Linked DNA regions of Mus musculus: region 2 is linked to region 1. The links are chromatin contacts, called in public promoter capture Hi-C maps. All regions are on one chromosome and are shown on one strand. Each heading gives the region's core, a stretch centred on a gene start, on an enhancer-like site or on the middle of the called end of the contact. The rest is flanking DNA. Distances are from core to core; before and after follow the strand shown.

Evidence for each region. Promoter capture Hi-C pulls out the DNA fragments that hold promoters and counts their contacts.
Region 2: a promoter capture Hi-C map of hippocampal neurons shows a contact between it and region 1, with 3 times the contacts expected there. The contact joins the promoter of Chrm5 here to the enhancer-like site in region 1. A contact is called at or near these places in 6 of 39 promoter capture datasets (cranial neural crest, frontonasal cranial neural crest, hippocampal neurons and 3 more), 1 of 115 datasets of contacts at active chromatin or transcription factors (bone marrow-derived macrophages) and 3 of 9 other capture datasets (adipose tissue, liver and pancreatic islet).

What each region holds. Positions count from the first base shown.
Region 1 is chr2:112,287,316-112,294,362 of GRCm38.p6, reverse strand. The region is part of intron 1 of Slc12a6 (solute carrier family 12, member 6); the gene reads right to left. Among named protein-coding and RNA genes, the nearest start is that of Slc12a6, 25 kb to the right of the region's middle. Within about 2 kb of position 1,337, at least 2 of the 459 cell types and tissues checked have an H3K27ac peak or open chromatin away from gene starts, as enhancers often do. A contact at or near this core is called in hippocampal neurons, where this site is marked.
Region 2 is chr2:112,476,668-112,483,286 of GRCm38.p6, reverse strand. It overlaps Chrm5 (cholinergic receptor, muscarinic 5), which reads left to right and starts at 2,470. Exons shown (of 1, transcript NM_205783.2): 1 at 2,470-4,215. The coding sequence starts at 2,518. The coding sequence ends at 4,116.

The DNA.
Region 1 (7,047 bases), core at 88-2,587:
AGAAATATAACATTCAGTAAAAGTGGTTCAGTTTATAGACTAATCCTACACACACTAAAATTTGGACAAATATATTTAAGAAACTTATCTTTTAACCAGATTTTAGAACATATTTTTCCTAGGAACTGTAAATGATCAAATAAAAACCCTAGTGTCCCTACTGAGTTGTCAATTATAGGAGCCCCAAGAGTACTCCCAAACAAGATCAGCTCCTGCCATTCCTTTTGGCTGCCCAGCAGAACTATACAAAAAGACACTATTGCTGAAGATAATACACCTTGGTTGCATGAATGGAGAAATCCAGGTGGAACTGACCTGGGACCTTTCTCTCTGCTGGCTAGCTTCCATAATCCCAGAAGGCACTATGCAGGCCATTCAGAGAAAGAACACCAACAGTCTCTGCAGTGATTTTAATATGCTTGGCCCAGACAGTGGCAGTGTTAGGAGCTGTGACCTTGTTGGAGGAAGTGTGTCACTTTGGGGTGGGCTTTGAGACCCTTCTCCTGGCTGCCTGGAAGCTAGTCTTCTGTTTGCCTTTGGAACAAGATGTAGAACTCTCAGCTCCTCTTGCCATGCTTCTTCTGTCTGATGATCATTGAACTGAACCTCAGAACCTGTTAGCCAACCCCAATTAAACGCCGTTCTTTATAAGAGTTGCCTTGGTCATGGTGTCCCTTCACAGCAGTGGAAACCCTAAGGCAGTCTCACCACCTGTAAACTGTGAACTACAAGGCCAACCTGTAAAGCAAGATATGCTCACTTGTACAAGAGTGACATTACTGTGAGGGGTTAACCAAGTGCTCTCTGACTGATATGGTGGCCTGTGACACAGGAGGGAATTCTGTCTGGTATTATACAGCCTGTCAAGAACCCCAAAGAGTAGAGATCGTGAGCCCGAGAGAGGAACTGCAAATTGTTTACGAGTTAGACTGACAAAGCATCAAAGTCCCTGAGAATAAGTAGTGGATGACTGTTCAGCACTAACCAAGACTTTTATACCATTCCCTGCGAGGCTCTGAGAGCTTCACAGAAGTAGGAGTAGAATTTAAGAGCTGGAAGACAGAGAAAAGGGACTACAACATGCCATCTTCTGGGAAACAGATAGATACCACAACCTCAAAATAGCTATGGATGCCTACACCGTGTCTGCAAAAGGATGGGTCTGTTAACAGGTATGGATGGAGGAAGGGCTTAGGGGACCACACCCCCCACTGATAAACTATTTGTTAATGATAGACACAGGGAAAAGGGGAGTCATTGCCTTCAGTTGTGTATCCATTGGTGATTCCACCAGGCTCTAAGGAATAGTTCCAAGGTAATGCTCGCACAGATGGCTCTTGCTAAATTTAGTGAGACACAAAATCAAATCAAAATTCAAGGACCTGGGAAAGGGACTGGGATAGATGAGAAAGGGTGTCAGAGATGGGAGAGGAATAACAGGATAGGGACAGTAATCACAAAACAGTGTAGTATGTATGTATGTATGTTTGTTTGTTTCTTTGTTTTGATTATGTTGCCCAAGTTGGCTTCTAACTCCTGGGTTCAATGATCCTTCTGCCTCAGCCTTTTAAGTTATTGGGTCTACTGACTGGTACCAATATATCCTTCTAAAGTACACATAAATGTCTCTGTGAAGTCTACATATTTATAAACTGTCTTGTTTTCAACTACTCCCTTGAATGCTAAGTTCAAAAAAAATTTCAAGAAATAAAGATATGTTAAGGAGAATTAGAAGCAAAGGATACTGACAAGAATGGATAAATATGCCGGGCGTGGTGGCACATGCCTTTAATACCAGCACTTGGGAGACAGAGGCCAGTCTGGTCTACAAAGTGAGTTCCAGGACAGTCAGGGCTATACAGAGAAACCCTGTCTCGAAAAACCAAACAATAAAATAAAATAAAAATAGAATGGATAAATATCAATATAATTATGCTGTATAAAAGAAGACAATAATACTCTATCATTCTATTCACATAAAACTCTCATAAATGCAAATAAGAGAATAGTGACAGAAAAAACCTAGCTGTTGTTTGCAAACCTGGGAATTAGCTAAAGTACATTATAAAGAGCACAGGAAATTTTTGTGGGAACTGAAAATGTTCATTATCTTGATTATGGTAACTGTTTTACAAGTATATGCATGTGTGCAAACTCATTAAATGGTACATTTATGTAGTGAATTTTATGTTACCTATACCTCAATGAAACATTAAAAAAAATAATGATTGAGGAAAATAGTTCCAACATTTTGTTTTAAAAGGTTGATATTTCTAAATACAAAGATCTAAAACAAAACAAAACAAAACAAAAACAGCAAGAGAGAAGAGATACTGGCAGGAAAGTCACTGTTTTTGCAGTTTGAAATTTCCTGCAATAGAAACTACTTTTCTAAAAATATTAAGACTATCACTCATCTTTCTGCAATTCATAATATAACTGAAGAAATAAGGTCAAATACAGTGGTGCGTTCCTATAGTCCCAGTACCTGGAGGCCTAAGCAGAAGGACCACAAGTTTGAAACTAGTCCTCTGCATGTCAATCAATCAAATGAAGTGCATAGGTTAAACCACAAGCAACTGCAAGTTGAGACATAGAGTTGGTATGTCTGAGTACTGACAGATATTGATAAACGGAGTAATCAAAGCCAGGGACAATCAGTCATGCCAGCCCACAGGAAATGGAGACGGACCAGACCTGGAGTAAATGGAGGAGTTCAATGTGGTTGTGTGTAATTTTTTATGGTATGCAGAAAATGAAAACAGAAGTTCAGATAAAAAGCTATCCGGAGTATAAGCAAGGAGTTGGGAGAAAGACAATGATGGCTTCTTAGGCTCTTGCTCCAGAGCTGACATTTCTAACACTAATATTAGGATCTTTTTCCACAAGATGTTCCGCTGCAGTAAGAAGAACACAGGAAGTAAATAAGGGAACCCAACCCACCTTATATACAGGGCTTACTGGATTAAAATAATTTTATCTATGTGTTTATGTGCCATATGCAATTTCTACCATGTATATGTTACACCTATATGAAAATTTTCCTTTAAATGGGATTTTTTTATTGTTATTTTACTTAAGTAAAAAACACCTAGTATAATTTCGGCACTACATGTAGGTTTCTCTTGCTTTTTTTTTTTTTCTTTTTTTAAACAGGTGTCACTCTGTAGCTCAGGCTGGCCCTGAACTTGTTCTAATGATCCCCCTGCTAGATATTGCAGCACCAGCCAACATACCCAGCTTCTAACATTTTAAAGTAATTCTAAAAGTTAATTATTTTACATTGTCTACATCCTAGCACTAACCCTTAGTCTTGAAGTATCCATCTCACAGGTAAGGATGCGCCTTCCTATATATATGACAGGTAGAGAGATACTCTGGGACAGTCTGATTAAGCCAAGCTTCCTGCTTCTTCAGCTGTCTCAATTTTTGGCACACTTTAGAAAAATACAGTATACTTGGAAATAGTCCATACCAAATAAAAGAGCAATACAGCACACACAAAGTTTGACAAGGAATAAATTTTCATCAAATTCTGAGGAATTCATATTTACAAAAGAAAGAAAGCCTCAGGATTAGTAATTAAGAGAATACAGATGCCTAGTAGTATAAGAGTTTTTTAAAGTGTTTATTATCATTACAAGTGTATGTATATCTATATATAAAACACACACACATATGTAAGAATGGAGAAAAGGGACACGGAAAGGTTTGGAGAAAAGGGAAAGGGGAAATGATGTAATTCTATTTTAATTTATATTAAATAAAAATTTTAAAGCATGTTTAAAAAGTACAGGACTGCAGTGCCGGGGAGGAAAGGCTGTGCTATGCACAGATTCTCCACCTGAGTCTGTACACTGATGTAACCCAGATTTCCTGGCACCTCACTTTTCTGATCCACCATGGTCCAGTGGTTGCTGTGGGCAAGAAGTCAACACTGTTAGATGCCTGGGTTAACCCTGCCTCAGCTACTCACCTAGCACTGCCTAGCAATGGCAACTGCTATTATTACTATAATGCTGATAACATTTTGTATGTAAAATATCTTCCTCTTTCAATATGCCAAAACCAAAAGATACTAGTTTCTTTAGAGGTTACCACCTGATAACCTTTCTCTGCATGTCCAAATTTGGACTGAAATCTGAAACTCTTTCAAATCTTCAATTTCATGGTGAACTTGGATATACTGCATAAGTTTTAGAAAGTTGTATCATGGTGATAGAGAGGTGGCTCAGCGGTTCCAGAGGCCATGAGTTCAATTCTCAGCAACCACATGGTGGCTCTCAACCATCTGATACTCTCTTCTAATGTGTCTGAAGACAGACAGCTACAGTATACTTGTATAAAAATAAATAAATCTTTTTAAAAAAAAGTATCATATGCTAAATTATACATAATATATTCCTTACTACCAACTAAATATTGAGTATAGAATATAAAAGTAATAAGCAATATTTAAAATCAAATGAGGACATTGGGGGCTTTTAATTTTTGAGACAGGGTCTCACTATATGCTTTTACCTCAGCCTTCCAAGTACTCAGACTGCAGGCATGCGCTACCACACCTACTTACAAGTGTATTTTTATAGAGCTTTTATCTTTATAGCATTCAATCTTCAATCTGGTATGTCTCTTGTGGGGCCAAAGTAGCAGACAGTACATAAGGGTTGGGATACCAAGCAAGAAATCCTGGGAGTGAGCTATCCTAACAAATCAGTGGTTAAGCAGTGTAGAAATAGAACCGGCAAATGTTTAAGTCCGGGAGTGTCACATGTCAAGTCCACAGTGTTTTAAGATGCAAAGACTGTAGGCAAACACATTCAGATTTATAGTCCTTGTTCTTTTTCCTGTTCTACGTATGTGTGGTATATATGCATGTTTGTGCTTTGCATGTGTGTGGACATGCATGTTAAGTTCTAAGATACCAAGGTTGCTTAGGCAAAACCCAGAACTCACCAAGGCGGTTAGGCTTGCTAGCCAGCATACTCTGGAGCTCTTTTCTTTCCAAGGCTGGAAAGGCAGGCAGGCTGACATGCCCAGCAGGCATGTGAACTCCAGTCCTCATACTTTCAGAGTAAGCATTCCAACCACTGAGCTACCTCCCTAACTCCAAAATCTGTATTCTTATTTTTAGGTACAATAAAAATCATGACAAAATTATTGAGAAGATACTTGCGGGACATGTGAAGCCTTCTTACAATTCTGGAATACTGGAGTGCAGTGTAGGAGGCAGAAAAACACAGCTCACCTGCCAGTTCCAAAACTTTTAACTCAGATTTTATAAGATGCAGATCTGTTTCTGTTTTCACAGTCCGTAAAAATCCCATGTAAACAGATACATAAAAGAAGAAAAAGTTTTAAAAAAATTTCTTTTGAGATGGGGTCTCTAGGCTGGTCTCGAATTTGCTACCTAAGTCAAGCTAGCCTTGAACTCAGAGATCCCTCTGCTCTGTCTCTGTTCCTAAGTGCTGGATTAAAGGAATGTGCGGAGACAGAGGTCTGGCTGTTACACAGGCTGGGGATACAAGTGTATGCCAGCACATCTCACTGGAAATCTTCACTCCAAAAAATAATCTATATAGAGAATTTGTAATTGTCTAGTTCAACCTATTTTAGTTTTAGTCAATGAGACAACACTGTCAAAGCCACCATTTAAAGAATATTTCACGGGTAACAAGTACAACTAATAGGTAGCTAATAGTTACATCTTATGAGTTACTAAGATCTAATCTTTAATTCATAGAACTCTCACAGTATGCTCTTCTACCAGGTTCCCATGGAGCGGCTGTTTGCTAACAACAGATCTGCTATCTGTGTCTAGTGAGGCACACATGGCAGTCCATAGTTACCTAATCCATAAGCTGATTTGAAGAGCAAGGAGATTTAGAGCAGTTATTTAATTAAAATATTTTTATGAATTATATTTAAATCAAGAAATGACTGTAGTATATATATCTGATTAAGAAAGTGCAATAAAGAGATAAGGTCTGTAACAGTCCTATAAAATAATTTACATTTTTCTTTGAGAAAGAGCCTCACTGTATAGCCCAGTCTGGCTTCAAACTCATTATCCCCCCACCTGAGCCTGGGATTACAGGCTTCTACCACTATACCTAAAAAAAATATATATATATATATATATATATACATATATATATATATATGTATATATATATGTATGTATGTATGTGTGTATATATATGTTTAATAATCCTATCAAACTCAGTGGGCCAAGCACACAAGGACTTAGCAAAATGATGCAATGGGGAGCACTGGTAACTAGGCACCGCCTCCAGGGCAGGTTAGGTGGGTGGCCCGTGGCAAGTACTGGCCTGGAAGGGGTAGCAAACCCACACACAGGAGGAGGAGATGAAATGGATGAGCTTCGCTGACCAGACTCCACCTCTCCTCCCTCACCTCTTCTTTACCACACACCTGGGATTGTCCCAACTTTTGTGTCTCATAAGAGCTGGACTCTTTCCTGATATTTTCAAACTATTTCCATTCTTGGTGATTTTTCTCTGTGTCCCCCCTTAAAAATTATTTGGATCCCCTACTCAGATACCTACAATGTCCTCCAGGCATTTCAGTATTCTTCCAACATCAGTTATCCAAACCTTTTCCTTTTTTTCAATGAACCACTAATCATAATGTAAGAAATAGGTATTCATATTTGTAAGTGTGATGTCATACATGTATCTATGAATTATCTATTCCATACAGTCCTTGTAGTCACCCTGTAAAGTAGGCATTGGCTTTATTAATGAAGAGAGAAGCTAAACAACTTGCAGAAAGTCACCCAAGTACTAATTATTACAAATTGTCACTATTACCAATTAGGTGTAATTAGTAGGTCTGGGATTCATAGCCAGATCCCTGACTCTAAAGCCATTTTGCTGCCTTTGGTAAAGTTTACACCTTTGGAACATTAGGAGAAGTCCCACAGTTGGCCTAAAGTCTGGTGAATTGAAAGGCTGAGAGCATGCCTAGTCACTGAACTATTTGCTAAGCAGCTTAGGAGCCTGAGATACAAACGATCTGACAAAG
Region 2 (6,619 bases), core at 1,221-3,720, 190 kb before region 1:
CACTCGCAGCTCTGCATGAAGGCCAGGATTCAATTCCTAGCATTCACACGGTGGCTCACAACTGTCTGTAACTCCATTCCTAGGAGACGACTCCCACTTCTAGCCTCCAAAGGGCACTTCATGCCTGCACAAACATGGTGCACAGACATCCATGCACACATAACCACTCTCCTCCTCGTCCTCTTTCCCATGTCCACACAGCTTTCTGACCACCGCAGCCCCCAAACAATTTAACAAGATACATTCTGATCTCCTTGGAACTAAACCCAGGCTCAAGCATCAGTCCTAATCTTCCTAGATCAGTCAGCCTTGCTTGAAGCAGGGGATTGCTGTCTCCTCAAGACATTCTCCTCCTGTTGCTTACAGGAAAACATGTGTTCATTAGGAGTGCAAAGATGAATATAGAATCTTTGCTTTTACTTCTTTTGGAAAGAGTTTGCTGCCAAGGAATTCTGGACTTTGTGACTTTCCCATAAATCTATCTACAGCAGTATTTCCAAGGCTTTTTATGACATGGCACACATAGAAAAATAGTAAGTTTCCAGAAGTCTGAGAATACTGCATAAGACAGAAGGAAAAGGAGCCCCACCCTCACCCCAGAACTGGGAGGAAAACACTCTCTCTCTCTCTTCCTCTCTCTCTCTCTCTCTCTCTCTCTCTCTCCCTCCCTTTCTCTCTCCCTCTCTCTCTCCCTCTCTCTCTCTCTCTCCCTCCCTCCCTCCCTCTCTCTCTCTCTCTCTCTCTCTCTCACAAACACACACACACACACACACACACACACACACACACACACACACACACATCCAGTGACTCCCTGTCTAGTCCTCGAATTTAAACTGTCTCACCGGCTTTCCTGTCCTCAGCGACAGTGCAGCCATTTAATATCCTCAGGAATAGGCCTTTCTGTCCCTGAAGGCCCAACTTTCTTCCTGGATGGTTGATAAAGCCGAGTAATATTAAGCCTCTCAATTCATGTGCTGGCACATCTCTTTTATGCTCCAAGGCACTTAGCACACTAATAAGCACCATTTTTAAAGCCAGTCAGTTGAAATCCTGCTCCTAACATTATCGCTTCAGACACAATGAGAAGTCATCTCTTCAATGAAATGAACCTTGGACTGCACTTCTTCTTTATCAGTCAAAAGAAGTGAAATACAGGTCACTTAATAAGAGCTGCCTAAAACTTTGTTTCTTCACACATTCCTTCGACAGGAGTTCTGGAGTTCTTCCTGATATTTAACCCACTGTGAGCACTTGTGTTTTAAACCTACTGCTTCTGGTTGCTACATCTGGTGTTCATGTCCAGTTTATGTGTCCCAAATTCAAGTCTGTCACACTCACACTCACCTTCCCCCTCCCCCAACTCCACTTTTATCCCCCACCCAACCCCCATTCCTGCCCTCCACTCCTCCTTCTCCCTCCAACCTCCCCCTCCCTTCCTTTTAAGCAATTCTATTTTTTCTTTTCTTTCTCCCTTACCTTCTCAACCCCCCCCCCTTTTATAAAATTGCCACAAGAGGGCAGCAGTTTCACACATATGAAAGATGCTCAGGCATTGAGGGCTGTTTGAAAAAGCAAAAGGATTATACAGTTAAAAAAGGGCTGGTGGTCGCACACGCCTTTAATCCCAGCACTTGGGAGGCAGAGGGAGGCAGATTTCTGAGTTCAAGGCCAAGCCTGTTCTACAAAGTGAGTTACAGGACAGCCAGGGATATACAGAGAAACCCTGTCTCGAAAAACAAACAAACAAACAAACAAAAAAAAAACCAAACAAACAAAAAAGTAAAAGACACAAAGTTGGGTGGGTGGGTGGGTGGGTAAGGAGGGGTGGGTCTAGAAGGGGTTGGGGGAGTGAATATGATCAAAATACAACATATGGAATTCTCGAAGAACTAATACATTTTTAAAAGAATAGCCCTGATAAAAATGTTACTACTGATGGCCTAGCAATTTCTATGGATGAAGAATGGTTTCAGTGGGAGAAGCAGGGAATGAGAGAGGGCAATGAGACAGGAAGACAAAATTCATTTGTTATGTGTGTAAAAATGTCAGAATTTTTCATTGAAAAACATGTAATTGAATTTTTATAGTCAAAGTCCAAAATTCATTAGGCAGAAGAATTTTGCAATGATAAAAATTATATACATATATTACTATACTGTTATCCAATGCAATGATGTGTACAGATATATTTCTAGAATGTTATCCAAAATGTATTTTGCCTTCTACCTTATACTTACCTTAAGTATTTCAACACTATGAATAGTTTTGATAATTAATTTCTTCAGTGGGGAAAAAGGTTCAACAATTCAGCATCTTGTTCTACGTGCACTTCATAATTTTGTTAGCAATGATGAACCCTAAATGAAAAAGAAAACTATGCAGAAGTGTGTGTGATGAGCGGAACTGACCTGTTTGTGTTTCTTCCAGATACTGGCCAAGAAGAGGGGAGGTAGCTCCAAACAGAGAGTAGCGCCAAACCTTGGACCAAATCTGAGTGTAATTTCTTGAGCCAGGATGGAAGGGGAGTCTTATCACAATGAAACCACTGTCAACGGCACCCCAGTAAATCACCAGGCTTTGGAACGCCATGGACTGTGGGAAGTCATTACTATTGCAGCTGTGACCGCTGTGGTCAGTCTGATGACCATTGTCGGCAATGTCTTGGTCATGATCTCCTTCAAAGTCAACAGTCAGCTCAAGACAGTTAACAACTATTACCTGCTCAGCTTGGCCTGTGCAGACCTCATCATTGGCATCTTCTCCATGAACCTCTACACGACCTACATCCTCATGGGACGCTGGGTTCTCGGGAGTCTGGCCTGTGACCTTTGGCTTGCACTCGACTATGTAGCCAGCAACGCTTCTGTCATGAACCTTCTGGTGATTAGCTTTGATCGTTACTTTTCCATCACAAGACCACTGACATACCGAGCCAAGCGTACCCCAAAGAGGGCTGGCATCATGATCGGCTTGGCATGGCTGGTCTCCTTCATCCTCTGGGCGCCAGCCATCCTCTGCTGGCAGTACTTGGTCGGGAAGCGGACAGTACCACCTGATGAGTGCCAGATCCAGTTCCTCTCTGAGCCCACCATCACTTTTGGGACCGCCATTGCCGCTTTCTATATCCCTGTCTCCGTCATGACCATACTCTACTGCCGGATCTACCGGGAAACAGAGAAACGAACCAAGGACCTGGCTGACCTCCAAGGTTCCGATTCTGTGGCAGAAGTCAAGAAGAGAAAACCGGCTCACAGGACCCTGCTCAGATCTTTCTTTAGCTGCCCTAGACCCAGCCTGGCCCAGAGAGTACGGAACCAGGCCTCCTGGTCATCCTCCCGTAGAAGCACCTCAACAACGGGAAAGCCAACCCAGGCCACTGATCTAAGTGCTGACTGGGAAAAGGCTGAGCAGGTTACCAACTGTAGCAGCTGCCCCTCTTCAGAGGACGAAGCCAAGGCCACCACTGACCCTGTCTTTCAAGTGGTCTGCAAGAATGAGGCCAAGGAAAGCCCGGGGAAGGAATTCAATACCCAAGAGACCAAGGAAACGTTTGTGAGCCCTCGGACTGAAAACAATGACTATGACACTCCCAAGTACTTCCTGTCTCCAGGTGCTGCTCACAGACTCAAGAGTCAGAAGTGTGTTGCCTATAAGTTCCGATTGGTGGTAAAAGCTGACGGGACCCAGGAGACAAACAATGGCTGTCGTAAGGTGAAAATCATGCCCTGTTCCTTCCCAGTGTCCAAAGACCCTTCAACAAAAGGCCTGGATCCCCACCTCAGCCATCAAATGACCAAACGAAAGAGAATGGTCCTAGTCAAAGAGAGGAAAGCGGCGCAGACCTTGAGCGCCATTCTCCTGGCCTTCATCATCACATGGACTCCTTATAACATCATGGTCCTGGTTTCCACCTTCTGTGACAAGTGTGTCCCTGTCACCCTGTGGCACTTGGGTTACTGGCTGTGCTATGTCAACAGCACCATCAACCCCATCTGTTACGCTCTCTGCAACAGAACCTTCAGGAAGACCTTTAAGCTGCTGCTTCTCTGCCGGTGGAAAAAGAAAAAAGTAGAAGAGAAATTGTATTGGCAAGGCAACAGCAAGCTACCCTGAATCCTTAGCAACTCCTCTGGAAAGAACAATGATCACAGTCTGGTTTGCTTGTTAAAGGAATGTCATCTGCCATTCTGAGTCCCTGAAGGCTTGTCAAGGTGCAAGGTCTGTTGTCAAACAAAGAGTCACACATGCACCTGCCTGTGAGGTGAGTCTTGTCCATTACCAAGGCCACCCAATGCCTCTAGAATTTGCCAGTGAATCAGAGAGACAGACTCAGGGCCCTTCTCTGGAAGTACACTTGAGTCACCATGGACAATAACTTCAGGAATTGATCTGTGAAGAACAGCAGGGACCAGGTGGAAATCTTCCCCTGCTACATTCTGTCATAGAGTGTTGTGTAACATGTATGTGGCCATATGAAGTTTTCTTATATCAGCAAGAATCAGGAGCGTGTAAGCCAGTTGCACCTCCAGATAAAAGTGTTATTCACCTGGCTTCTAAGAATATCACTCTTTGTAATGCAATCCACATTTATTACACAGCGATCATGTGCATTGTACTGTGGCATGTTTTTCTGATCATACACAGAAAGAATGCTCTTCCTCTTCCTTTCGTAACTATGACAACTCCTGCACCCATTGAAACCATGGTGATTCCCCAAACCATCATTCTCTCAGTATCTTGAGTCAAGAAGGATGCTAACATTGGCTTACTTGTACACTTGGTCTCCTAGAGGGGCCTTTATTCTGCTAATAATGATGATACATTATCACACATAGTTATTTTCATGCTTACCAATGGGGTAACTATTTTGCTAAACAAATATTGTGTATCATTTCTGGTGTCCATTTGGATTCACTTATTAAGTACATTGTGTTCTCAGGAGAAACTAGTTGTATAATAGTCCTGCCCAGGATTCTCTCCAGGATGTTGAATGCTTGTTCATTTATGTTGTTTTCAGGGTGTTGCTTTCTAATTTCTTCTCAAGACAAACCAAACACAAAACGTGGAAAACAAATAGGATTCTTCCCATGCTTTTAAAATGTCTTTAAGAGCCTTTTAAGTCCCTAACCCCCTCACCCAGAACCCTAACTCACATTCAGATATACACAGGTCACTGTCCTGTGTGGGATAGGTGTGCTACTTGGACAAACAGGAGGGGGATGTCTTCTTCTTCTTCTTTATAGGTCTTTTATATTTGAAAATAAAATGACTTCCTTGTTGAGACCTATCCAAATTCACCCAAAAGTGAGAAGCTCATAAAAGTACGCTTGAGGGTTCAGTGCAGCTGGCCATGGTCCTTAAACATGGAAGCTTCACTATGGGGAGCCCAGTGATGTCATCCCCCCCCCCTTTTTTGGTTTTTGAGACAGGGTTTCTCTGTATAGCCCTGGCTGTCCTGGAACTCACCCTGTAGACCAGGCTGGCCTCGAACTCAGAAATCCACCTGCCTCTGCCTCCCGAGTGCTGGGATTAAAGGCGTGTGCCACCACTGCCCAGCTAGTGATGTCATTCTTGCCACACATGCAGGAGGCACTGGATTCAACCCACAGCACCAATGCAAACATATAAGTTTCAGCTTTAAAAAAGAAGTGTAAGCTATAATGATATAAAAACAAAATTACAGACATACATTTGTATGCTGGAATTACTTAAAAACAGAATTTAACTGAACTATCCAAGTATTTTTATATAAACCAACTGGAAGTGCAGTGGTGCTCAGTAGAAAGCGCTTACCTGGCACGCTCAAAGCCCTGCTGCATTTGAGTTTAAGAGACAGACAGGACTGGGGAAAGGTGAACTCAGATGCTTCTTTGATGATTCTGAAAATAATACATGTCCAAGAAAATTAAAGCTATGAAATAATAAGTCAAGTTAGTGAAAGATACAGGGTAAAAGCAGGGCAATGGTTCACGAACAACTGACAGGTGGAAACTCCTGCCGGAAACTTTATAGCTAAATCTGCTGATATCTTTTGATGCTGTGTTAAAAGATTCTCTACACTTTAGCTGGGTGTGGTGGAACATACCTGTAATCCCAGCACTTGAGTGGTAGAGACAGCTTTGTCTCTAGCAAGATCCTATTTCAAAAAGAAAAAAAAAATTCTGGATTTCATTTCACTCAATGGAAGCCAGCTCTCTTTTAACCCCATTTTCTAAGATGATGGAAAAAAGAATTGACCTGGTTTCCTGAGAATCAGGTGTGTATCTGAGTTCTTCCTTTGATCCAAAAGAACGGAGTTACATACCAAGGAGGCTTCAGGATGGGAGACTCTTGGACAGGACAAGGCTAGTCCAGATGGCCCTCTATCCTATCCCTGCAGAATCTCATGTTGAGGAGAAACATGTTCGATGCACCTAGTTGTGGAGCCCTGGTGAAGAGCAGGTTGACACCTGCCAAGAACTTAGTAGAAATACTAATTGGCTCAAATCTCCGAGACAGAGGTTCCCAGGCCTACATGATACCAGAAGGGTGTGGCTTTACTTAAAAACCTGCTCTACCAGCTCCACACATGCTTGATTCTTTTCCTTTAAAGTCTTGGCTGCTGGCAGAATCCGAA